Regions from separate parts of the Mus musculus genome. Here all the other regions are linked to region 3. A link is a contact called in public Hi-C and HiChIP or PLAC-seq data. All regions are on one chromosome and are shown on one strand. The core of a region is the stretch at or near the end of the contact, and the rest is flanking DNA. Distances in the headings are between cores, read along the strand shown. Region 1 overlaps Fat3 (FAT atypical cadherin 3). Region 2 overlaps Fat3 (FAT atypical cadherin 3). Region 3 holds the start of Fat3 (FAT atypical cadherin 3). Region 4 overlaps Fat3 (FAT atypical cadherin 3). Region 5 overlaps Fat3 (FAT atypical cadherin 3).

What was found. A called contact is a pair of places that touch in the nucleus more often than the background predicts. HiChIP or PLAC-seq counts read pairs in DNA pulled down with a chosen protein or histone mark.
Region 1: an H3K27ac HiChIP or PLAC-seq map of microglia shows a contact between it and region 3, with 10 times the contacts expected there. The contact joins the enhancer-like site here to the promoter of Fat3 in region 3. A contact is called at or near these places in 7 of 484 Hi-C or Micro-C datasets (bone marrow-derived macrophages, brain, nephron progenitors and 2 more), 15 of 115 datasets of contacts at active chromatin or transcription factors (craniofacial prominence, embryonic basal ganglia, embryonic brain and 9 more) and 3 of 9 other capture datasets (adipose tissue, embryonic stem cells and pancreatic islet).
Region 2: a Hi-C map of nephron progenitors shows a contact between it and region 3, with 2.5 times the contacts expected there. The contact joins the enhancer-like site here to the promoter of Fat3 in region 3. A contact is called at or near these places in 1 of 39 promoter capture datasets (neural stem cells), 6 of 484 Hi-C or Micro-C datasets (cortical neurons, nephron progenitors, stem cell-derived neural progenitor cells and 1 more), 17 of 115 datasets of contacts at active chromatin or transcription factors (SST interneurons, bone marrow-derived macrophages, differentiating embryonic stem cells and 12 more) and 1 of 9 other capture datasets (pancreatic islet).
Region 4: a contact with region 3 is called in an H3K4me3 HiChIP or PLAC-seq map of neural progenitor cells, with 8 times the contacts expected there. The contact joins the enhancer-like site here to the promoter of Fat3 in region 3. A contact is called at or near these places in 17 of 484 Hi-C or Micro-C datasets (the HL-1 cell line, bone marrow-derived macrophages, brain and 10 more), 16 of 115 datasets of contacts at active chromatin or transcription factors (astrocytes, bone marrow-derived macrophages, differentiating embryonic stem cells and 10 more) and 1 of 9 other capture datasets (embryonic stem cells).
Region 5: an H3K4me3 HiChIP or PLAC-seq map of neural progenitor cells shows a contact between it and region 3, with 14 read pairs. The contact joins the enhancer-like site here to the promoter of Fat3 in region 3. A contact is called at or near these places in 1 of 484 Hi-C or Micro-C datasets (bone marrow-derived macrophages), 9 of 115 datasets of contacts at active chromatin or transcription factors (differentiating embryonic stem cells, embryonic basal ganglia, embryonic forebrain and 6 more) and 2 of 9 other capture datasets (adipose tissue and embryonic stem cells).

What each region holds. Positions count from the first base shown.
Region 1 is chr9:16,087,516-16,091,164 of GRCm38.p6, reverse strand. All of the region lies in intron 3 of Fat3 (FAT atypical cadherin 3), which reads left to right. Among named protein-coding and RNA genes, the nearest start is that of Mtnr1b, 210 kb to the right of the region's middle. Within about 2 kb of position 2,159, at least 3 of the 459 cell types and tissues checked have an H3K27ac peak or open chromatin away from gene starts, as enhancers often do. A contact at or near this core is called in microglia, where this site is marked.
Region 2 is chr9:16,137,850-16,141,052 of GRCm38.p6, reverse strand. The region is part of intron 3 of Fat3 (FAT atypical cadherin 3); the gene reads left to right. Among named protein-coding and RNA genes, the nearest start is that of Mtnr1b, 260 kb to the right of the region's middle. Within about 2 kb of position 1,537, at least 5 of the 459 cell types and tissues checked have an H3K27ac peak or open chromatin away from gene starts, as enhancers often do. A contact at or near this core is called in bone marrow-derived macrophages and nephron progenitors, where this site is marked.
Region 3 is chr9:16,499,852-16,503,390 of GRCm38.p6, reverse strand. It overlaps Fat3 (FAT atypical cadherin 3), which reads left to right and starts at 1,337. Exons shown (of 26, transcript NM_001080814.2): 1 at 1,337-1,518.
Region 4 is chr9:16,220,753-16,224,477 of GRCm38.p6, reverse strand. The region is part of intron 3 of Fat3 (FAT atypical cadherin 3); the gene reads left to right. Among named protein-coding and RNA genes, the nearest start is that of Fat3, 280 kb to the left of the region's middle. Within about 2 kb of position 2,372, at least 21 of the 459 cell types and tissues checked have an H3K27ac peak or open chromatin away from gene starts, as enhancers often do. A contact at or near this core is called in cerebellum, microglia, neural progenitor cells and 2 more, where this site is marked.
Region 5 is chr9:16,061,775-16,065,508 of GRCm38.p6, reverse strand. All of the region lies in intron 4 of Fat3 (FAT atypical cadherin 3), which reads left to right. Among named protein-coding and RNA genes, the nearest start is that of Mtnr1b, 190 kb to the right of the region's middle. Within about 2 kb of position 1,813, at least 5 of the 459 cell types and tissues checked have an H3K27ac peak or open chromatin away from gene starts, as enhancers often do. A contact at or near this core is called in neural progenitor cells, where this site is marked.

The DNA of each region.
Region 1 (3,649 bases), core at 910-3,409, 410 kb after region 3:
AGTTTATTTCCAACAGTCTTCTAAAGCTTAATGGTTCAAATATTGCCCCAAAGCCTCAATCCCAATGGCTCTTCTGGGACTCAAGCTAACATCTTAACTGTTGGGCCACGCAAAATAAAAGTTTGAGTCAAATACTTCCAATATACACTAGAACAAATAGCAAGAAAGAGCCAATGCAAGGCTGATACCAGACAAGGTAAGTATAAACTCCTACAGCTCTGGGAATCTTGATGGTATCATCTGGGCTCCAACAGGCTTGGTAGCCTTATGCCTCCACTTCTCTTGTCTCCAGCACGCAATCTGGCTACTCCTGATAACTTGGGTGTTCCTCAGAAGACAGTCATGGCACAGCCCGAATCTCCATTAGGTCACCTGTGTGATGCATGCAACAGTCATTCAGGGTTTCTTTAAGGGCATTTGTCCTTGACGCATCTACCTGGCCTTAATACCTCTCAGGGCCCTTCATGTAAGCATTCATAGCATTGTAATATTTGAATTTTGCATGTCTGCAAAACCAGTATGATGTGGACAAGACAGTCACGTTCTCTTACCAGCAGGAAGTGTCATCTGGTCTCCTCACAGCTCCACCAACCTCTGCATGCCTAGGTAACAACAACTTCCCTAAGTGATTGTTTTGAATCAGGGACCCTTCCCTACACCCTGCCAACTGCATTCTCAACTCTAATTCTCTCTCCTTTCTAACAAAATTGCTATTGTTACAAGTTGTAGCAAGACTGATGTCTTGTCCTCAGGGCACCTTTTCTATTGTCCAAGCAAGAGAACATATTTTCTCTTTAATGACAGTAGTCCCTTTAATAATAGCAGCAACTTTCTCCACAACTACCTTGCTTGCTTTCTTAAATTCATTCATTCCCTTTTCCTCATGAAGTTGCATATTTCTTACATCCTCTCCCTGCTTCAAAGTTTACTATGATCAGTTGTCAATAATCATGACATAGCCAGGATGTTACATTGTCTCAAAATTTCTTCTACAAAAATGTGAGTGCCAAGCCTTGTATACCATAGGAAGCATGTTTCTGAATTCTTTGTCAGAATGACACGATAATGATCTGCAACCTGACTCTCCTGTCCCTTCCAATGTCATATAAGAAGTCTTCACTACCTGCCTATCTACTTTGTGGTTTGTCATACTCCCACCAGGAGGGTCCATTAAACTCTACTTAACACCAGGCTTGGTCTTTAGCCCATAAGTTCACACTCTTCCATAGTTATCCGCCAGACTAGTTAAAATTCCTATGGACCTTACAGTCAGATCATCACAGCAACAATCTCACTTCAAGGTAGTAATTTTCAGTGTGAGTTATTTCTTTATTGCTGTGATAAAATGTCTTAGAAAAGCAATTTAATGAAAGAAAGTTGAGAAGCACTCGTAGTTTAAGGGACACATCTGTGCTGTGGTGGTGAAGACATGTCAGAGGGAGTGTGAGCTGGCTATATTGTGGGTCCAGTCCAGAATATTCTCCTTTGTCCCCTTTCTGTTCACTCAGGGAGCCAGTCATCTTCCCTTTGCTTGTGCTCTATTAGAGAGAACCCCCCAACAAACAGAGAAAAACTCTGGATACCCTCGAAGCCATATTTATGCACCCAAGAAGCACTAACCTGGGCTTGTGGACAGTGGGAACTACCTTAAGTCTCTGGCTTTTTGAATAAATAAGCTCCCTACAGCTGAGGGTAGGAGGAAAGATCTAGGATGATTGCATGGGAACACTAATACGTTGGTCATCTGCAAGTGTGAGGAGGAGTTCAGCAGACTGCTACGTATGGACATAGGAGACTAGGTCGGAAACATGGAGAGTACTTAGGGAAGCACTAATTCTAGTTAGATGTTTTAAGAGCAAAGCCAACATTCTGCCCTCCAGGAGAATTATGCTGAACCAGCCAAGCCCTGCACTTGTTCAAGTAGCACATAAAGTAAATGTGAGTGCCCTGTTAGCAGTTATGCAGCTGTGACCCAGGACACCGAGAGAGAGGGAGAGGGAGAGGGGGAGGGGGAGGGGGAGAGGGAGAGAGAGAGAGAGAGAGAGAGAGAGAGAGAGAGAGAGAGACCCAGAGAAGAGAAGACATGCTCAGAAGTGGCATGCTTCTGACCACAGCTGCTTAGAGTGTCTTTGAGCCTTTGGCTCAGGCAGTCACAGTTCTTGGTTTGCTTCAAAGAGGAAGCTTGTTAGAGTCTCCTGCCTCCTGGTCACCACCTTACTGAGTGTCATTTCCCTAGGGCCAGTGTCTTTTCCCCCTTCTAATTAGCAGCCTGCATAAGAAATCAGATTAAATTATGTGTTTGTTCTTATATTCCCAACCACACTCCAAAGTGGGCCTCTGGTTTGATTTTGAAACTGGATTTCATCATTTAAGTCTCCAAGAACGGGTATCTCATGTGTATATCTCATGGGTATCTATGTGTAGTGTCTACACTTCTCTCTTCTGTAAGTTTCAGAGTGGGATTCCTTACCACATGGCTGAGTGAGTGTGGCTAAAAGGAAGTCTTGCTCCTGTTTATCCTTTGCTCCACGTTAGGGCTTTGTGTGTTTATGTACAACACAACCATGGAAATGCATCTATCTAGGAAATCCCTCTGGACTGTGAGTCTCGAGTTCCTGAACTTTTTCCTGGCTGTAGAAAAGAGCCAAGCCTTTGAAGTCTTGCTGTCCATTGCAAGCATATACCTCTTTATAAAGTGACCTATAACCCTTTCTGGGTTTTCTTGGAATTGAGCAGATAACAAGACTTGATTTTCAGTGCAAATAATCATGAATTCTTATTCTAGCACAACCTGCCCCACAAGTTCACTGCTTCTTCCTTCCAGATTCCCATATAAAATCTTGATAACTGTTCATTCTCTGAAACCCCAGCTCATGACTGATTGCTGAGCTCATTGATTCATTTATTCATTCATTCAAATATCCTCACTTTACAAATATAAAGATTTGTTAATCCTGAAAGACAGTTTACAATTTCCCACAGAGTTTTGACCACTTTGTACTATATACATATACATATACATATACATATACATAACTTATAGAAAACAACATCTGCCCATATGAAGGAAGCAATATGACAGTTTTCAGAGTATAGGACAAACTATGCACACATTATGAGCATCAGCTTGCTAATGTGCAAAGGACTCTTCATTACTCTCAAAGGAAACCACGGACCTATCAGTAGTGTCTCACTATCTCCACCCAACCTCGCTTGCCTGTCTAATGATTTCCACTTTTAACTCTTTCTGCCTACGTTTTACTTATGTCTGTGAACACACAGGGCTGGAAGCTCAGAATCCCAGGGTGTGCATGGACTCCTTTCTGGCTTCCCTCTAGCAGCAGTAACTACTCAGCTTCCCAGCTCCAGTTCACTGCTGAGCAAACTGCCTCAAGTTTCCAGGGATCCCTGTCTCCTTCACTGTGAGCTGATAAACACACCTGTAAAGACAGAGATGGGAGACACTGGGTTGCTCTCCCAGACCCTTGTGAGCATTATAAAAATATGCAAGTTTCCTGAAGACCTAAGAATTACCAGGAGGGAAAGCTGACCCTTGCCCTGGGCGTTGATGCTGAGTGAGCCCAGGATACAGGAATACTGGTAACATGAGAGCACTCAGGGGCCCGGAGGTCAGCGGTACCTGCTCTTC
Region 2 (3,203 bases), core at 288-2,787, 360 kb after region 3:
TTCTCACAGGACTCACAGCCTCAAGGACGTGTGTGTGTGTGTGTGTGTGTGTCTGTGTGTGTGTGTGTGTGTGTGTGTAGTGGCTTGGGTAGAATGTTCACAGATTAGCTCATCATCACCATGACTAGCCTCTGAGAAACAAAGATCCACAATAAAAGAGAAATCAACATGTTATAAAGATTATAAAGGCAATAACAATGTCAGCAAGATTCCTAAGAGCTGCTAGGCTTCTCTACTCCATGGGGTTGACTGGAGATTGTATTGTCCTGGCTTCAGGCTTCACAGTTCTTCCAGTGTTCAGATAAAGGATGCAAGCTGGATTGCTCAGAAAGTCCAACTTTGTCAGAAAAACAAACAAACAAACAAACAAACAAAAAACATGGCAACAACCACACTATGACTTTTAATTGGTGATCTCAGACTTTCTACTTTATTTATTTTCATTGAGAATTTCATAGTTTACACACTACATTTTATGCAGTTCCATTTCCATTCTTTACTGGCAACACATTTTATTTCTTCCTAACACCCCTCCCACCAAGTTCATTTAGTGTTGCCTGTATAGCAGAGGTATAGGACCATATACTGGAATATAGGTAGCCATTTAAGTGCCCCATTCTTAGAGAAAACTCTCCCTCTAGCTAAATGGACATAGTATTAAACTGTGCCCTGTTTTCTCACCATACTACCCACATGTCAACCCTCATTGGAAAAGTTTCTTTTGCCAGTAAATGGTGATTAATACAGAGCCCCACTATTGATCAATGTGCATGGAATAAGGACTATGAAGTCCTCTGCTGTAAATGCAACAACATCTGTGTCCATCCCTTCCATTTTTGAATGACAAATCTCATGTAAAATTAAGCGATGTTTCTAGAAATTGTAATATTACTCATGACTTGGGTGCTGGACCCACTCTGCGCCTATTCTGACTGATCGTCAATGATCCCTGCAAACAGCATGTATCTTCTCAGAAGTCTCCTTCTGTCCTCCAAGTGGCCTGTTTGTGAGAAACAATATTCAAAAACTCACTCACAGTCCAAAAAAAAAAAAAAACCCTTTCTGAGAAAATATATCAGTTAGCAGACACTGTTTTTGTGAGAGATCAAACCTAATAAGGGGATACAAACACATAAAAGAAAGGACACCCCTTATTTCATGTTCAGTGCTGAGTAGTCAGCCCTGAAAACACATATAGACCAGCAACAAAAAACATATTTAGCAAGTTTCAAATATAACTGCTGAGTATGTATATATACACATATATGTATATATTCCAAGAGAAAGGGCTAACAAGAATGGAGGGAGGAAAGAGAGAGTACAAAGGAACATAATTCTATTTCAGGCCCCCCCCTTTTTTTTTTTACAAAAGAAGCCCGTGGCTTGCCAGAAGCAGTTGTCTGTATTAGAGGGCACATGATTGAAAACTTAGGCTTCATCAAATAATGGTTTTTGAGAAAGCCCTGGACAGCGTGCCTCCTCCTTTTCCTTAGAGCCCCAGATCTGACTTAGGCACAAGTAGATAGATGTACTGTGCTGCAGCCTGGGAAAGAATGCGGCTTAGGAGAGATTGACTGAGGAGACCAGGAAGCACCGGCTCTACTTTCATATGATTTATCTCACTAAGGACAAAACAAAGGCTATTAACATGCTTCATCTCTTGCTGAAAAGATTCAGTAAATTCCCCGTGTTTGCAATGAGTTGCTATAAAGAATAGCAGTGGCCGTGGCATATCTCTTCATTAACACTGCTGAAGCCACAAATGATTTTCTGAGCCAAGTGCTGGGCAAGCAGCAACACAAATTTCAATTTTACTGGTTGCAGCAAGCCTCTTCACGCAGTGGCTTTGGTTTCCAAAAATAAATAAACTACCGTGTCGGGCATATAGAATTTCTAGAAATGTGAAACTGAACACTCAGTGGAAGCTGCATGTTGTTTGAACATCATCTTTTTGCCCTATTCTGTTCTCTCTTGTCTGGGTGACGGATGCCCATTGAGGTCTGGAATGATCATGGAGCTCACATGATATTTAGTGCATACTTCATCATGGGTCACAGTCAGGTGGAAACAAGAATCTCTACATATGAACCTCATCAACTTGATCTTGCAACAAAGGGACCCATGTCATATGACAATTGAGCAGACTGAGGGGTGCTCCTTGGCCTGGAAAAGAGGATTCCTTTTTACATTGGTACATTGAATAATAATGGATTGTGTAGACATGTGAGCCAGCATAGGAAAGACCCTGCTCTCGGGTCTCTCCATGATCTCTTAGCCATGCCCTTTCCCTAATTCAGAGACACAGTCAGGGCCTTTCTACATGATTTCCTTTGGGTATTCTTTACTCTAGCTTTCCTGTCAACTTGCCTTAGCTATGATCTCATCTATGCGTCATCATGGCTGTCAGTTCTGCAAGCACTTTTCTGATTCTTCTGTTACTTCTAAAGGAACTGACTTATGCTACATTTATACATACATTTAATTTGTAAAATGACTTATACATACATTTAAACTTTTAGAGTCTGAGTTTTGTGAGCACGTAAAGGAATTGTCAATTGTGACAATTGTGAATTGTGAGCTATTTTATTAAATCTAAATGGATATAAGTTCAGAAATACAGTCTATCCACTCTTGTGAGTGACTGGACCCTTTGTGGATTTTGCAAATGAATTAAGACTGCATTACTATACAATGTGGCAAGGATTAGCTCCATAAGAGAAGTGAACACAGAAACCAGAAAAGGGTGTTAAATTCTTTGGAAGTGAAATTGCAGAGTGTTGTTAGCTGGTCGATGTGGTTACTACAAACAGAACTCAGGTTCTCTGATACAGCAGTGAGAAAATTTAACCAATGATCATCTCAAAGCCTCTGAAAAATTCTTTACAGCAGCCTTGGTTTCTAGTCTCCTAGTTAGTGTCTCCTAAAATTTCAGTGTTCTTTAAAAGAAGCATAAACTAATTCAAAGTTGGCATTTGTCATATTTCAATGATTATAGTTTACTTACTGATTGGTTATTTACCCCACAGAGACCATGCTAGTCTGACATAAACTGTCCAACAGAGAAAAGACAGTCCACACCTGCACAGGTCAGGACATTGTATTCTCTATGAGACTGCATCTCTCTGGGCTATTGCATTCACCAGTTTTTACAAAAGCATGGATATGTAAATACTGGTATATAGAGTCATAAATGCATTATCGGT
Region 3 (3,539 bases), core at 88-2,587:
CTCTTCAAAGGGTGTGACTGAGCACAGAGACTTTAAGGAGAGACAGACTCTGCTCCTGGAAGGGAAATTCAGGAATCAAGAAAAGGAGCAAATTTATCTCTACAGCATGTCTGCGGAAGCATCTCTCTTGGAGTTACTGCTCGGTCCCAGAGTTCCAGAGAAGCTGCCTGGGAGTGGGCACCCTAGGAACCCCCTGGGGTGAAAGCCTGCTTTAGACAGACGTGATTTGCTGTGCAGCAGTGGGGGTTGGGTGGAGGCTGGCGCTGGCCCAGGTTTACCGGGGCTGGCCGTTAGTTAGGAATGTTTCAGAGCTCACAGGCAAGGAACATAGGCTGAAGTGTAGCTCTACTGAAGCAGTGTGGGTGGGGTGGGGTGGGGTGGGGTGCCATGAATCCTCAGACTTGTGAGGATGATCCAGAAGTAAAAGGACCTAGAGGGCACACCGGTTGGTATTGCTAATCACCTGGCTCCCCTGAGACTGTTCACTCATTCCTGTTCTGAATGTCTTCACATCCCACCGTGTTTCAGACTGGGTGGGGGTGATGAGTCATGTTACTTTTTAGTCTGATTCTCTCCCACACAAAGGTGATCCCAGTGATCTGAAAATGCGTGGGAAAGAAATGCGAGTCCCGGGTGGGCAGCAGGAGGTACAGCGTTTGATAGCCGTGCCCACTGTGCTTCAAAGTAGCCTGAGGAGCTTGGGTAAAACCATGTTGGTCTCATTGTGCCTCGGTTTCCTCATCTGGTCCAGAGAAGTCTAGTGTATTCTAGGCAGCAGGCTGAAGAGCAGAGCAGAGCAGAGCAGAGCAGAGCAGAGCAGAGCAGAGCAGAGCAGAGCAGAGCAGAGCAGAGACGATTGAGTGTGGTGTGTGCGCGCTCTCTGAAAACGTCAGTCTGACTTTGGTGCGTTCTTCCAGCCACGCTAGAAGTGGAGGATGCCTAGGCTCTAAAATTAGTCCAGCTTCCAGGCGAGGCGCCCTTAGCGTCCTCCTGCTGACCGCCGGGTCTCCCTGCCCCCCTTTCCCTCCCCTTCTCTTCGTGTGGCGCTCGGAGATCTCTGGTCATCCCCCACCCCCATCCCCCGGAGGACGCGGCTCTGCGGGAGGGAGGAGAATACAGCGAAGCTAGGGGTTTGGCAGTGCGGCGGCGGCCGCCGCGAAGAAGAACCCGGTACCTCTCCACCGCCAGCAGTAGCGGTGCAAGCTGACTAGAGCAGACGCGAGAACCGCTCCCCCCGGCAGGCTGCGCTGTGATCTGGGCTGCGCGTTGGGACCTCGCTCCCGGGTTCCCCACCCCTCCCGCCGCCATCCTCCTCCGACTCCCCTCCTCCGCCGCCAACCCGCAGCAGTGGCGGCGTCCTGAGCGCCTAGCGCCTCCGCTCGCCGCCCTAGCCTCAGCCGGGAGCACGCGGCGAGCACTGCGGCGGAGGCGGCGGGGTGGCCAGCTCGCCCCTAGACTTGAAAGGAAGACCACGGAGGACTCGTCGGGTGCAGGGGCGCATCGCTGACCAAGGCAAGGGTGCGTGAGGATTTTTAGCATGCTTATTTGGGTGCATGGTGCACTGGCTGGGGTGCACCTTTCTCAGAACAGCCTCAGCAACCTGGTTACAGAGAGGCTGTGATGGGTGCTCCGGAAAGCTAAAGCTCTCAGAGAGAGTGGGGGGAAACTTTTCACCTTGTAAAGTTCCTGCCTGGGCGCTGCCTGGAGCTGTGGTCATTACCGCTACCAGCTGGAACCCAGGGAGACAGCCCTGCGGCAGGAGCCAGGAAATGGCACCGGAGTTGGTTAAGTTTAGGGCTAGCAATAAGAGGAGGGCGATCTTTCGGGTCTGTACATGCAGCTCTGGGTCCTCACTGAGCTTTGGCCGTTGGCTGCAGGTGGATGATATCAGGCGGCGATTCCGCTGGGTAGCTGGCGCTTGCAGCACTCAGTAGGAAGAGGGGCAGATGCCGATGGATGCACTTGCAGGACCCAGAGGCGCAAGTTGGGTGCATGCTAGAGGAGGCTATGAGCGGAGCAAAGAGCCCAGCCTCCACTTCCACGGTGCAGGAAGGGTAGCCTAGAATGTTCGCCTGCCCCTGCATACTATGTCTGAGTCTTGGGTTGTGAAAGGTTCTAAATGACAGCCGACTTTGAACTGGTGCGACAGTTTAGCCGAGAAGCCAGGAAAGGATTTCTGTTGTTTTGACGGGAGATGGACCCGACTGCTTTGGGAGAACGCATGATTTTTGGCGGGCGTCAGAACTGACCGTGCTATTTGAAAAGAGAATAGCGGTAGTCTGATCATCCCAGGGATGCCGAACAGCCCTTGCGGCTCCTCGTGGGCACGTTGAGGGCGCACTGTTCGCCGCCCCGAGTTCTTTCCGGAAGGTGTGGAAAAGAAACCATTGGCTCACCGGAGTGCAGTTGGGGATCTTAGGGAGCTGGCTGGGGGTGACAGAGGTGGACTGGACAGATTTCGCGTGGCGCTTGGTGAGCGAGAGGACTTGACCAGCTGGGGTCGCTGAGCTAAAATGCATCGGGCCGGGCTGGAGAAAGGTGGCGAGCCCGGGTCTTTTTGGCAGTATAATGCGGTCACTGTTTCTCCCCCAGCAGACTCTTGTCTCGTGTGTTTTCGGAAGTGTTTAAACATTGTCCAAGATTAGACTTTGCGGAAAGCAACTTTTGTTGCTGTCCTCTGCCCGGCTCTTGGGAGCTGTGGTGCGCTCGGAGAGAGGGTGAGATGCAGAGGGCCGGGTGTTGCCGGACGCTCTAAAGGCACAGCTCTTGGCTCTTGCTACCAGAGGAAAGGGGGCGCTCCTAGATGTGCATGCTGGTGATAGCACCCACCTTGAGGTACAATAACGAGCAAGCTCGGCAATGAGAGTACCCATAAATGAACGTGAAGGTAGACTACACAGGCAGTGAAGATGCGGAGGTGGCTGGGAGTCTCCCAGAAGCAAGAAGCTATGGAATGTGGAACCGAGGGCAGCCAATGGCTCTAGTCTCCCTGAAGGAGACCCACTTCGCCGCCGCTTGCTCTCGGGTCCTGGATCTTGGTGGGGGTATTCCAGAATCCTAGGCACAGAGGCTGGAGTGAGGGACACTGGGCTAGGCTGAGGGTGGGAGAATCCTTTCTCTGCCTTCGCCTCTTCCCCGCCCCCAGACTTTGGCGCGTTTACTTCCAAGTTGGATCCCACTTCCATTTACAAGTGTCAGACAAACCGCGCCAAGCACCCGCTCAGCCAGATGGGGGAGGGCGCGGGGCGGGAGCTGTGAGCCCACCGGGGTCGGCTCCGGAACGGCTCTCCGGAGTGCTTTCCTAGCTTTTAGGCCTTGATGTTTAAAAGGTATATAAAAGAAAACTGCAAAGCCCATAGCACTCGTGTACACTCGCGTACCAGCCTTTTATCCTCCTTCCATCGACACATTCATTTTCTGGCCCCACGCTTGCATTTTCAAAAGCGAGTTTGGGCAATGGGGGGAGGGGCGAGAAGCTGGCCGCCAGTCCACCTCTGTGGCTTTGAGCTCTGGGCTTTGTTGCCAGGATTTGATTGCGC
Region 4 (3,725 bases), core at 1,123-3,622, 280 kb after region 3:
TTGTGTAGAAGGCTTGGATTCCAGAAGTTTGACTAGGCAACCTCCAGGACAATTTGACCTCAGTAAGACTTCTGTGAAAAGAAGGCCCCAGAGGGAGGAGAAAAGGAAAGGGAATGAAATTGTCTTACTTAAAGGACACCATCTTCAGTGGCATTTAAACCAAAGAGTTTCTTCTATTAGAAGACTAGTTGGCCTGAGAGAAATCAAAAGCTGGTCTTGGCCATTTTTATCCATTGACTTGTTGGCCACTGGAAGGTGCACTGAGCCCGTAGTCTCCTTTTTCATGTACTGAATTATTTGTTTAAAATTGAAGTCTAGAGAATGAGCACACCAAGATCATAGTGCTAAATGCATGGTTCTAAATCTCTGACAGCCTCAGAACCTGACTGGGGACCTATAAGCTGAGTACTTCTAAGTGCCTAAAAATGCCACCAAGGTCCCTTTGGAGGAAGGAGAAACCTGTTAACAAAAACCCACTTCCTAGGACTCATGTTCTTATCTGAACCATTATTCCTACTGTGAGGAAATTTCTTTGAGGACAATCAGGACCCTATATTTGGGTTGATAGGCAGGAGATTTAGTTGTGTATTAGGAGAATTCCAAACAGGGGCTAGGAATATCATTTAGTGATAAAGCGCCTGCCATGGAAACATGAGGGTCTGTGTTCAAAACTCCAGCATTGATGTCTAACATCTGAGGATGGTTGCACACATCTGTAACACAACTGCCAAGGAAGCAGATCCCTGGGCATCCCTGGCCCGTCAGGCTAGCCAGTGATTTGACACTGTTCAATGAAAGACCTAGTAAGAAATCAAAACATAAGCAAGACAGCCATCTCTAACTTTTGTCTGGCACAAATGTGTACACAGATGCACGTGTACACACAACATACACACAGAGAGAAAGATAGGGAGAGAAAGGGGGAAGAGGAGAGACAAAGAGACAGAGAACATTGCCCGCATAAAAAACTTACTCTGCTTAGAATATCTGAAGGCAAAGATCTGGTTCAAAGTGTCTTGGTCAATAATAGAGCTTTGTAGACTAATGTTGGACTTCAGATTTTAACAGAGGAGGACTGCAGAAGTGTTAGGTGAAGGTACAAAATAATGAGGAGAACATATGTGTCTTTTCTGAGAGCACACAGCATCCACCTTTTATTTTCAAAATCCCACCTTAAGTGTGAACAATGGTGTCATCATTCCTAAAGAATGACTGAAGGAAATGAGGGTCACGGATCTAAATAGTTAGAAGTCGTCACTAAGTTGCCGTTATTAGAATCCAAAACTGAATCTATCGATCCCAGATCATGTGGTTTTGCCTGACACATGCCATGGGGAGAATTATACATGATAGGTAGTTGTTTTGTTTTAATTAGAAAATAATTATATCACTTCTACCCTTTCCTTTCCTCCTCCCAGTCCCTCCCATGTCATGCCTCACATCTGAAAAGCAATAGTCTAATTTTCCTTGATTATTATTGTCATACACAGATATATTGTTATACACAGATATAGATGTACAAACAAATAAACACAACCTGCTGAGTCTGTTCTTGTTATTTGTGTATATATGCTTCAGAGCTGACCATTTTGAGTTGGATAACCTAGTAGGGGGTTCATCCCTGGGTGAGGCTAATTCTCTGTCACTCTACAGGCAGTCATTAGTTGCCTACAATTCACTGGACAGTTTTTTAAATATTAAGTCTGGCTCACATAGGCATTGTCACTGCACACTTATCCAACAAGAAGAGTGTGTACCTTCACTGTAGACAAGGATGCTGATGCTCAGGGTGTTTCGGACATGAGTCCCAGGAAAAGGCTTATAAACACACTGGAGCATTATTGCTCTGCAGCCCTGCAGTTCTCAGAGCACTGCAACCTCCTGCTGAGAAGAGGAAGATGTCTTCAGAAACGGAAAGCCCCTCTTTGTTCAGATCTCTTCTTTAGGAACTTAGATTACACTGACTCAAGCAGTAAAGCAACATGGAGATGTCTATATTTTATGTTTTCAAAATAGAAATTTTCAAAAGGGGTCACTTTTCAGGTTGTGTGGTCTACTATGAACTGTTTTGCCACCCAACTTAAACAAGAGGCTCCCTGCCAAGAGACGAGCCAGCAAGCTGGGTCTTCAAACATTCAGTAATGAACAGAGATAATTATTAGATTTATTTTATGACTTATATTTCAACAGAAAGATTTATCTGCCAATTTAAGTATAATTTGGGGCTAAAGAGTCAGCATCGTTTCCAGAGAATGTACAAGGTGGTCTCAATCCTAAGCTTTTCCCTGGTCCTCCCTTGGGATGACCACTGCAAATACTGATGTGTCCTCTCCACTGCTGCCCACAGTCCCCGCTCTAAAGAGTCCCGCTGAGACAGAAATTCACAAACAATAGGTGGCTATTGCCAGCAATTGAAGCACAGCAGTTCTGGCCTTTGGCAGCAGTTGGCAGCAATTGGCAGCCTGTTTTCCAAGTTCCCTGCCAAGAGAGAGCTGGGCCTTGGAGTTACCTTGTTCCTTTCACCTAGTAGCCATGCTTTTCTCTTTAAGAGAACAAAATAAAACAAAAGAAAGAAAAACGAAGCCACGCTACACACACACACACACACACACACTACATTTTTCAAGCTAAAGTCTCCTGGCACGATTGCATGTGCATCTCTGTACATGCTAAGCAATATATGTGTTATTCCATGTTAAAATCAATTCTTTCCCTGACAGAGAAGGACTAGGATATCCCTTTTGATACACATTGATGTCACAGTTAAAATGTGTGGGAGGATAGTTTGTATTATAAGTGTAAAAGCACATTATGTTTGCATGTGTTGAATATTATCTACATTGTTTGCATGTGTTGAATATTATATCAATCTGATTTTTCCTTTCAATAGACACACAAAATCAAAATGATTTAGAACTTCAGTGATCTGCACTTTTCAGCAAGGCAAACCATCAATATGCATAGTGTTTAATTGGCAGAATAAAGTTCCTAGCCTGATTCGATTTAGTAGCTATGCTTCAGTTTGCGATGACATCAAAGGTCTAGTGCTAACTCTTTCTCTCTCTCTCTCTCTCTCTCTCTCTCTCTCTCTCTCTCTCTCTCTCTCTCTCTCTCTCCTTCTCTCTCTCTGTCTCTCTCTGTCTCTCTCTGTGTCTGTGTGTCTGTGTGTATGTATATCTGTGTGTATGTGTGCACACATGCACACATGTGTTTACATGTGTGTGGATATACATGAGGAAACCAGAGGTCAATTTCTTGCTCAGTTGCTATCCATTTTATTTTTTGAGACAGGATTTCTCACTGAACCTTAAACACACCAATCCAGCTAGTTCGAATGACCAGCCGGTCTCTTGGATGCTTCAGTCTCTGTAGTCTCCCTAGCACAAGCACTGAGTGTTGGAGATTCAAACGCAGGACCTCTTGCTTGTACAGCAACCTCATTACCAGCTCAGCCACCTCACTAGCCATATTTAAAAATATTTTAAAAATAAATTTTATATGCATGTCAGACAAACTAAAGCATGTGTGTAGATGGTATTAAGTACAATATAATCACAGGTAGTAGTTACATTAGGAGAGAAAGGCACATGGAGTCTACTGAGACCACTGCAGAGTTAAATCCTGAGTCTACCCACCCACATATGTTTTCACAGAGATGGAAATAACCCTTACTCTTGAATCCAGCACTATCTAGACACCCTGGATAATTCAGTGTCATTTATGGG
Region 5 (3,734 bases), core at 564-3,063, 440 kb after region 3:
GTGAACTATGATGGCTTAGATGAAGGAGGTAACTCATCAGCATTGTGTTTCACATTGCCCAAAAGAGCAGGAAATAGATTTTTGACTATTTTTAGAAAAATTCAGTGCACCCCTAATGCTCTGTTTATCTTGCTTCCTTCATTATTACTTTCAGGTTCAGGAAATTAATCATTTTCTGTCACAAGATAGTGGTTTGGATCATACTAATAGCCACCTACATTTGCTTAGTGTTTTGCATTGTAAATAAAATATCATTAAACTTTATCAATGCTTCAAATTTGAGCTCTGCTAAATTACCTCCTTTAATGTAAATGTTTTTTACCTTCTGGGGTCTTCTCTACAACTGTGTAGGAACTCCAGTTTAGAGTTCAGAAGTAAAACACACAGCATGTGTCTCAAAGGAGTAAATCAGACTGGTGAAAGAAATAAAACAGCAAGTCTAAGCTCACTAACTGTTGGGAACAGAAAAAGTAAGAAATAAACAGCTGTATACTTTTCAGGTTTATGAAGTGTTCTAAAATTAAATTACTCTAATGATTGTCGCAGCCTGTAAATTTACAAGGAATATTTTAACTACATACCTTAGGTATGCATGTTACATCTCAATAAAGCTGATTTGTAAACGCTGTGTCCTCGTAAGGGATAGAAATAATGGTATGATTTACATACAGAGGCAGCATTATTCTAAAAATCCCTCACTTGAAACAGTACTCCACTGTGGCTCTCAGAACATGTCACCCCACTGAGGAACCTCCTAAAAGTTGTGTCTTGTCATTGGCTTCTGCTGAATCTTTCTAGACTCAGAAGCTTGACCTGACCTTGCTGTTCAGCAGGTGATGCTGGGTTCCATTTAGGTGGATCTAGTCTTGAAATGTGTAAAGTATAAGACCCAGTTACATCAGGAACTCATCAACATGTAACAACCCTTGATGACTTAGCTTACCAGTCATTCATCTTCTTTGGCTCTTAGTAGGTAAGTTGCTGGTGTCTTCACAGGCTCACTTGAGTTCTGTGGGGCTCATGGAGATTGTGATCGTGGGGTCCAGGATAACTGATAGCTGTCTGGTATATCCTGCAGCGGTCAGGGCCCATTTCTCCTCTAAACAGCCTCTCACTGCTTAGTTTGGCACTGTAATGGTCCAGGTTCACATGTACAGAGAGAGAAGAAACTAGAAAACCCATTACCACTCAGGATTACAACATAGCTTTGTCCTTTGGCATATACCTCATTGACAAAAGCAAGTCTCCAGGAGAATTCCAAAACTGCTTGGAGAACAGGCTACATAGAGAAAATGGTAAAACTTTCTGACAAAATGGTTTAAATTTCATTTGATAGAAAAACAAAACACAACAGGTGGCAGCAGTTTTACAAAGAGATCTGATATCTAATTCATGGGGCACAACAAGAGCCCAGTGTTAGACAGGCAAAGCTTGAGAATGGGGGGCAGATGCTCCAGTGCAACCCAACAGTGCAGCCAAATCTACTGAGGTTATCCTATCTTGTGAAAAGGATGCTTTGGCCCGTGGAGCTATTTACTAAGCATAGAATGTTGCATATTGACCAATCTTTGAATTAATTACCCCATTGAAAGTGGCAGGCAGTTCTGCCCAAATTGTTTAAATTTCATTTGATAAAACAAAATAAAACAACAACAACAATGCAGGTGAAAGCAATCTTATAAACCACAAACTGAGATCTAAATAAGGTTACATGTCAGTGCTTTAGGCCAAGCATTGTATTTGAGTCGAACCCCTTGTATAAAGACTGAAAATAAAGATTGCTTTGTACTCCTGAAGACTGCACCGTTCGACAGAAACCCACAGCTGTGCCGAGGTGTGAAAGCCAGAGCTTACATCACAATGTAGTCAGGCCACTCTAGACAGCTGAGGCTCCACCACCTACAACAAGTGTTCAGCTTCTGCACATATGGGGCTAAACCTTTTCTCACTGGTGGGAAAGGCATGGAGGATGGGCAGAGCCTTCCAGTGAGATCAAGACAAGAATGAGAAGAAACCCCCTAAACCCTACTTACCACTGTTAGAGCAGGAGTCATTAAATTGGAAGCCTTGGTTAAGACACATGCCATTAGGAAAACCACCATGACTCTCATAAACCAATAACTGGTAACACAGAATTAACAGATATGAGTTCATAACCGTATTATAACCATGAGCGCAACTGTTCCTAAGAAAGGGCCTCTCCTTAAATTAGATAGCTGAGTACCCAATGCTAACCCCACAGATACTCCCACTATGCTGTGTCAGCACCAAAGACATCATTTTACATATTTAATTTTCATACTTTAAGAGGGTAGACTACATAGCTTATAAGTCACATCTCAATGAAAGGCTGAATTTTGCTGGAAGAAATAGGGACTTAATTTGTATGTATTAATGAATGGAGCCATGACTCTCATAAATCCTCCACTGAAACAAAGAACAATTTACATTAAAGAACAGACCTCACTTGCCTATGGACTTTTCTGAAAGTTGTACTCTGCACCTTGAAAATCTTCTTTAGATTCAATTTTGTTCTCATAGAAGAAAAGTCCACCCAAACTACATAATCAAAGTGCAGTATTCAGTTTGCTCCCAAGTATCCACTTTCTGTCAACCCAGACTCCAGGGCAATAGTAGCAAACTAAATGTCCAACTCCAGGCTATCTGATGGAATTTTAAAAAAATAGAAAAAGAGAGGAAAAAACTGAGAAGGGTGGAGGGATGAAGGAGCCTAGAGGAGTGAAAACTATGCCAAAAGCAAGAGGGGCACAAACCATGCCAAAAAAAAAAAAAAAAAAAAAAAAAAAAAAAAAAAAAAAAAAAAAAAACCCTCTCTGGGCACCAAGCCACAGGTTCACAATTCATTTTTGAAACTGTAATATTTTTAATTTTTAAATCAGTAAGTTACTAAAAATACCTGATTTCTATAGTTAAAAATTATAAATTACTCTAACAAATTTACTAATGTATCAAATATGGTGTTTAATGAAACTCACATCAGATGGAGTTGCTAACAGCTATGACAATCTATGGGACATTTGTACCAGGGCATTCCTTTACTATGCTGGTAGTAGCATTTAAGGGTATTCATGTTCTCAAAATGAAAGTCATAAGTGATTTAGTCCTTTTATCAATATGAAATATTCAGTCAAATATAAGTAATGGTCAATAACTAAAATTTCAGATCTCTAGATTCCTCATAAGTCTGACAATTGGTTCACAAAGATGTAACTCAATAATCATACTAAAATTTTAATTGAATCCTTGTTGAAATGTGACTCTTAAACATGTGAATTATTACATGTACACATATTAAATGTCATTATATGTATTATTGCAAAAATGCCTAAATTCTATGTATTTCAAATGATACTTGTAGAATGGACAGCTATCATGCCTGAAGCAAACTCTCCACATATGATATAACAAAGGTAACCAAGGAGCTTGCTGGAAGCACAAGATTTAGGTTGAAAGTCAAACCGGTTGAAAGAATTGAGGTGATTATCATGAAATCATACAAAACAGATCAAGAAAGCAGAGCTGTTCAAAATCATCTCATCACAAATGATAAGCTAATGCGATCCGACCTGGCAAGTGCAACCTCTAACAAATAGGATGTGGCAGCTGAGTAGATCTGTGATATAGACTCCACCTACAAAGGGAATACCATGGTGGTCGGAAAGCAGCAAGTCTTCCTCGAGAGAGAAGGACACTAGTGAATGCATCTCACTGTT